2 separate regions of the Triticum aestivum genome follow, and region 2 is linked to region 1. A link is a contact called in public Hi-C data. All regions are on one chromosome and are shown on one strand. The core of a region is the stretch at or near the end of the contact, and the rest is flanking DNA. Distances in the headings are between cores, read along the strand shown.

What was found. Hi-C and Micro-C count contacts between places; a contact is called where the count stands out from the background.
Region 2: a contact with region 1 is called in a Hi-C map of leaf, with 5 times the contacts expected there. The contact joins the promoter of LOC123091401 here to the promoter of LOC123091397 in region 1. A contact is called at or near these places in 2 of 5 Hi-C or Micro-C datasets (both in leaf).

What each region holds. Positions count from the first base shown.
Region 1 is chr4B:120,841,758-120,845,352 of IWGSC CS RefSeq v2.1, reverse strand. It overlaps LOC123091397 (mRNA-capping enzyme), which reads left to right and starts at 1,753. Exons shown (of 18, transcript XM_044512896.1): 1 at 1,753-1,979.
Region 2 is chr4B:121,731,667-121,735,510 of IWGSC CS RefSeq v2.1, reverse strand. It overlaps LOC123091401, which reads left to right and starts at 2,024. Exons shown (of 7, transcript XM_044512901.1): 1 at 2,024-2,299; 2 at 3,000-3,068. The coding sequence starts at 2,111.

The DNA.
Region 1 (3,595 bases), core at 504-3,003:
CATGGCGAAGCCAGCAACCGGCACCGGCTCTGCCGTTGCTTCCTCCTCCTCCTCCTCCTCCTCCTCCTCCTCCTCCTCCATGGGCTCCGGCTTTGGCTCGCTGCTCCCCCTCCTCCGTCTCCGAAGAATCTGGAGTCATGCCTGCTGCCAACGGGGCGGTGCGCCTAACCAAGATCTCCTCGAGCAGTTGGACACGCCACTCGGGTGTAAGCATAGCATAGCCCATCTTCTTCTGCCGGGCCATAGTGGAGATGGACGACGAGAAGGAGAGCGGGAGCGAATGTGGAGGGCGGCGAGAAGTTGATGGATGAGATCGGGCTGACGACATGGAGAGGGAGTGAACAGATGTGGCTAGGGCTCGGAGACGTCGTCCGGATTAAATAGCCGGGCCCTGGCCCTCTGGCGGCGATTCGGAGCGGCGTCGGGACATTCACACCCCACCGGATGAGATGCCCGCTGGACGACTATTGGGTTTCCGAGTGTTTACTTGTGGGACCCGACTGTCAGCACGATACGACCGGTCGCGCTCGGGCCGCCTCATATACGCCCTACATTTGGGATGGATATGAGGGGTGCCGGTATGCCCTGACGTTTAAGGCTAGTTTGAGGCGTATGGATGATTAGATTTTTGACAGGTGAGTGGTCGGGTCGACCGTCCCGGCGTTTGAGACCCGATTTTAATAAGGCGGCCGGGTAGATGATGCAAGTGCTTGAGTTCAGCGTCAGGCTGCAAGTGGGGCTACACATGGGAGTCCCACCTTTACCCCACTTGCTCCCAATATATTTAATGGGAATAACTTGACCATCCCATCACATGGGAGAAAGTGGGATCCCACTTCGCACATGTATGTAGACGTAAACACTAATTTAGCATCCATTAGTAATCTGTTACTTACACTCTTACACTCTCATATGCACGTAGACCGGACCGGCGGCACTCTGGCGCGTGCTTGACCAAGCGGCTCGTTAGCCGCTTCGATGGTAGTTCAGGAGCGGTCGCCGGTGCGTGCATGAGACACAAGGAGATGCCATGAGGTGCAGGTGCAGTCATGCCCTGGTGCCTGCAGCCGTGGTGCTCTCCATTGTCAGGACCGTGCTCCTCCGCCACACCTCGGCCCTGCCTCGGGCGAGCATGGGAGCTTCGTCCCCCATGTCCTTCATCTTCGCGGAGCCGAGGAGGTGGTCAACTGTGGCGCTCGGAGGTGCGCGGCTGTGGCGAGGAGCTGGAGCCTGGGCCATGGGAAGCCGTAGCCAGGCAACTCGCGAGGCGCCGGTACAAGCAACTGAAGATGCTGGAGTCTGAAGCACCGGTACAAGCAACGGAAGATGCTGGAGTCCGAAGTATAACCTGTTGCATGCATACTTTGTTTCAGGTTCCTGTTAACTGAATACTCCTAGCTACACGAGACCCTGGGTAGCTTTTTTTTTTTTTTTTTTTTTTTTTGAGAATCTCACAAAGCTTTATTACTGAGCTAAAAGGGGCAAGGTGGGCTCCCAATGGGCTAAGTGGGATAATCCAATTATTATTTTTTCTATCCAGTGAGATTCCACTAAAAAAATTTAAGTGGGATGGACTACCAGTGGCTTGGCTGTACACCGCTCGTGAGCAGCAGCCCGCCGTGCGCCACACGGCTCTACCAGTGCAAAGCGCCCGGGTGGCAGCGCCCGGATGGCCGCGTGCACGCGAGCACGTGGTACGCCGAGCTCACGCTCATAAAGGTCACCCCCACTCCCCACCTCGGCCGCAACTCACTTCCGCGTTCCCCTTCCTCTCGACTCGGTTCGAACCGGTTTGGGGCCCTCTTCGCATGGCCGCTCCCAAACCCTAACCCGCAGATCCTTTGCCCTCCCCTAAACCCTTCCCCCAATCCCCCTTCTCCTCCGCCCCGCGGTGCTCTCCGGTGCGGGCACCGCCCTCCGCTGCTCTGCCCGGCGGGACGCTCGGCGTCTCGACCCCCGCCTCAGCCGTCGCGCGTGAGGTACGCTTTGCTCATTTCTCTCCTCTCCTGGGTCAGCGTGCGCTCGGCGCGGTGCGCCTCCATGCTTAGCTTGTGGTGCGGTGGTTAGCTCGCGGTGTGGTGCTGGTGCTGTTCCGTGTTCGTGGCGCGGGCAATTTGCTGATTCGGCCAGGCCTCCGGAGTCGCCAACCCTAGAGGCTGGCCGTGCACTCGCTGCCGCCTCGCACGGGGAGGGTGTGGGGCCTGGATGGTGGGTTCGGACTTCGGAACGGTGTGGTTTTGTTCTTGTGTTTTTCCATGCGTGTTCGCCACCTGTAGCCATGAACCCCAGTTAGCTTCCCAATTCGAGAACATTATATTGCCTGGAAGAAGCAATGGCGTCGAAAAACACTCGATTGTGGCAATCTTTTGGGTGTTTGATTTGATGTTTTTTTCGATTTGATGGATTGCGTGGTAGAAGATGTGAGAGAGGGGTCGGAGTAATTCGCAGATATGCACTCTTGCCGTTATACTGCTGCGAGTATCAGCATGCTCTGATTTGACTTGGTCACTTGGATCGTCTTCTTTTCTTGTCTATGCATATTGCTTGTTCGTGCATGCATTACAAGTCCCTTCTATACATATCCTGATGGATATTTTCTTAGTACTGTGGGTTTTCATATCCGAAAACATGGTATTGGATTCATTCTGCTTCTTAAATGTGTGATGCAATGCTAACCTGATAGTTATTTCGGTTTTTTCTGGCGGAAATGATTAATTCATCTTCACTCCTAACGACTAGTAGCCTTTAATAGTTTGTTTCCTCTATTTTCTGCGGAGACTCTGAGCTAATAAATAGTCAATGCCATTCATTCAATGGTACTCCTGTCTCTTTTTATTAGCCGTTATCCCCTTCTGCACGGTAATTAACGCCATATAAAAACCTACCAACCCCTTGCTCGCTGAACCAATGTGCCATCACTAATTTCCTTAATAATTGGGTGATCACATCCTCTGCCAATAACTGAATCGCTAGCCTCACTGCACGCCTCTTGCATGCGGTTTGTGGCCCTCTGGGATCTGGCCCTTCAGCATGCAGGCTCCTCTAGCGCTCCTATGATTAGCGATTGGAAATTAGAACATTAGCGGTAAGTCACTTGGTACGTCAGGGGTAAAAAGGAAAGAAAACACCCACACTGAGTACCAGAGGCAAATCCTGTCAAACAATATGGGAAAGATTAGAAATTTTTTCATGCCTTACAAAATGAGATGGTGGAGTTCTGGTTAGTATTTTTGACTGACTTTAAGATTGTCAGCATTTCTGAGCTCCGTAAATCAGAATTCTCTTATGAGAGAGGTTAGACTTAAGGGAGACATTTGGCCCATCAGCCAATGGGAAGAGGATAAGGGGAGGAGGGAGAGAGTACGAGAGATGGGCTTTGGCCCAGGCTGTCTAAGGGTAGGTGAGAGTGATGAATGGGCCATGAAATATTTGTCACCATTCAAATTTTAAGAAAAAAAACAAATGATATTCAAATTCGGAAAACATTAAGCATTCAAATAAGCAAGGGAAAATACCAAATGAACTAATAATCCAGAAAGAAGATCAACGTTTCATATTGTAATAATTGAATCCTATATTTATGTTACAACTAGGT
Region 2 (3,844 bases), core at 775-3,274, 890 kb before region 1:
AACCTTTGTCCACTCTTTCCAGAGCCCATTTTGATGCCTCCGCGATCATTAGGTGATGTGTAGCGCGGGGAGCTCCTATATGCCGCGTTTTGCGGCGAATAGATCACAGGACGCACAGGAGGTGCGCGACTGGGCCGGCCCATTCACTGTCTTGCGCGGAATGTAAAATTCGAAAAAAAGAGGGCGCTACCTACATGAATCGAACCAGCAACCTTCTTTAGATGCGCCCGACACGCTAGTCACTGCGACAGGCTAGTTATTCTGAAATATTAACAGCGCGAGTTTAAAAGAAATTGCCAGCTGCTGCGAAAAAGAAAAAACCAGTTTGCCAAATTCCATAAAATAAAACTAGTGGGCAAGGTTTCGAACTCAAGTACTCCGGACAGGGAAGAGACTACATAGCCACTGTAATAACTGAAATTTAGTGTGTACAGTGGCAGACCGGAATATATAACTATAATCCGAGGCACATTAAAACTGGTTTTAAAATTTCAAGCACGAACATTTTAAAAAAGGTTTTTCTTTCCTAAAAGTGTAGCATTTTTAGAATGTGAACAATTTTGGAAAACAGGTACATTTTTGAAAATTCACAAATATTCCTGAATTTGTAAAAAAAAACATGCGTACATTTTCTAAATTTGTGAAAAAAATTAAACATGAACATTTTCTGAATATGTGAACAAATTTTGAAAACAAAATAGTTTTTGAATTTGGAAACAAATTTGCAAAATGGAAAGAATTGTTGAAATACCATTACATTTGTGAATTTGCGAAAAAATAAAAAACAGGGACAATTTTTTGAAATTCCCAAATATTTTGGAATTTGTAAAAAAAAATTGAACATGTGAACACTTTTTAATTTGTGAACAGATTTTGTAGAATATAGCATTTTTTGAATATGTGAACAATTTTGGAAAACAGGAAAACATTTAAATTTCCCCAAAAAATTGAATTTGGGAACAAAAACTAAACATGCGGACATTTTTAGAATTTGTGAACAAATTTTTAAACATGAACATTTTTTTAGTATGTGAACAATTTTTTAAAACACTTTTTTTTTGAATTTGCAAACAAATTTTTTAAATGGAAAGAATTTTTGAAGATCCAGAATACTTTTGCATTATTTCAGTTTGTTTGAATCAGGAACAAGTTTTTTTAATTCTCAAACATTTTTGAATTTGTGAACAAAATTTAAGCATGCGAACATTTTAGGAATTTGTGAAACAAATTTTTTTAAATAGAAATTTTGTGAAAACAAATATTTTTGGTTTGTGAACAAAATTTAAAAAGGTGAACATTTTTTGAATTACCAAACATTTTGTGAAACAACGCAAACAAATTTTGGAATTCTGTTTTCGTTTGGAATTTATGAAGTCAAATTGGAAACATGAACATTTTATATGAAAATGAAGATTTTTTTTAAATGTGAACATTTTTGGAAAAAGAAAAATAAATTTGAGAAAGAAAAATGAAAAGGAAAGGAAAAAGAATCAAAAAATGAAAAAATAACGAAAACAAAGAGAAAAAGGAAAAAGAAACTGCAAAAGAAGTAAAAAGAAAAGAGAAACAGAATAGAAAAAAATCTGGTTCAGGAACCTTCTAGAAGTTTTCCAAAACCGTAGAAAACCGGCTGGGAACTTCTAGAAGGTTCCCAAAACCGGGAACGCTAAAACCGCTTAAACAGGCTGGCCCATATCCGAACGACCGCTTGATCCCTGTGCGAAAGAGCGACATCTTGCCGCAAGGCGCGGCGAATAGGGAATTCCTGTAGCGCGCGCCCTTATGACTTGGTTAACAAGTATGAGCCTCCCAGGGCTGTGCTATCCTGACAAAATGTGTAGTGTTGTATCAACAATGGACTGCCACTCGCCCTGTGGAATACCATTGTCTTTCTAACGATATGGTTTGAGATGAATTATTTTTACAGAACGAGACTGAAATGGACATTTCTTAAAACTGTAAAACGGGCTATTTTATTGTTCCAAGCCTTCTACTGACAGAGATGCCAATAAAATATACCTGATCAGCGTTATCTCTCTGCTCCCGCCATTGGCAACCGCGAAACCACCCAACCCACCCCCACCACATTTTCACGCCGCGGCGGCCATCCATGGCCGCCTCTGCTTCCTTCCGCTTCCTCTCCCCTCCAGCACCGAACCCGCATGATAGGATACACCCTTCACTCCTCGCATGCCCGACGCGCCGGCGCAGGCTCCGGGCCACCCGCTGCTCGTCCACGCCGCAACTGCCGCCATCGCCGCCGCTCGAGTTCCCCCTCCTCCCATTCCAGCCCGCGGAGGTAACATTTCGGAAGAACACCAAAGGGCGGATCCCCTTTCTGTTCATTTGTCTGGGATAGCGTTAGATGAAATCTGATGATAATGATAAATCACAGTCGAATGGTTGGTTGGAGGGCAAGTCGAATTGGTTTGGGTCTTGGCAACCAATTCTTCTTTGGTGCGTTGGGGTGGGTTTCCAGAACCACAATTTGCTGTTTGAACATAACAAATCAGTTGAATCGGCCAAAGTAGGGATTCTGGGTCTGTTTGATTTTTTTTTTCTGCTAATGCGTTTCATCACCTTCAGGCTTGTACAGTCAGTTGCTAGATGGGCATTGGCTTGTTGAAGCGAGACGTGTTTTCTTGCAAAAATTCTACTTACAGGGGCTAATGTACCTTACAGACGATTGTTATAGCAATCAGCATTTGCAAGTTGCAACAATGCCATGAGTCATGACTTTTGCCTGAGTAAATTGTTGGTGAGGTTATCACATCGCCATGATTTATCTTCCTCATGCTGCCTTCGCAACAAGTAATTGAAGAATTCTCATTTTTTTTAGCCAACGTCTGGAATTAATTTTGGACTCACATATTTGATTTGCACCGTTTCTAGTCATCGAGATCGTCTCAGTATTTATTTCTCTGCAAAGCTATAAAATTGCTAGGAACTCTAAAAAATTATAGCAATTCGATGGTACTAAGATAATAAAAATATTATAGGTGTTGATTCCATCTGAATGCAAGACCCTGCACTTATATGAAGCAAGGTATCTAGCATTGCTAGAAGAGGTAATTACCATTGGCTCAATTGATTGCTTTATGCTACTTTTGGCATCTCACTATTGTTTTTCTCGATTGGCATAATCTAGCTTCCTTGCTACACAAAAAATACTGTTCATCACACATTTGTAGATTTATCATGTAAATGGTCTCTTACGTTACAACTCTCACCTTCCTAGAGTTAAGAGAGGTTTGGCCATGATGGTTCATTAGGGAAATGTATTGTTTAGCCCTAGGCATGCTTGTGTACAAATCACAGTCTGTGTGCACTTCTGTATCCCAGTAAAAATTGCACAATCATGTTGCTAATAAGAATCCTAGCTTACCTTTTTACTACAAATTTCATGTTATTTCATTCAAATAGGAAAAAAGCCCATTTTTGACCCTCCATTGTTGCAAATTTTAATCTTTGGTCCCTCAACTCTATATCAATTACATTTCTTTCCGAGGTGTAAAAAAAGTTTGGATTTGGTCCCTTGCCCCACTAGAAGTGATTTCGACGATTATGTGGTTGCATTTGGCACAAGTGACAACCTAGTCATAATTTCTTTTATAGACAAACCTGAAAAAAGAAAATAAGAAAAAGAAGTCAAGAAAGAAAATGCGAAAATTTTAGGAAACTCAGCTAATTCAATGAAAATATAAGGAAACCGGAAAAAAGATCTCACATATTTTAAAAATATTATGAAAACTTAGGGAAAATGATTCTTATCTATTTTTGGAATAATAGGGAAAAAACGAGAATTTGAAAAAGAGTCAAGTTTCAAAACTGTTGAAAGGGGAAA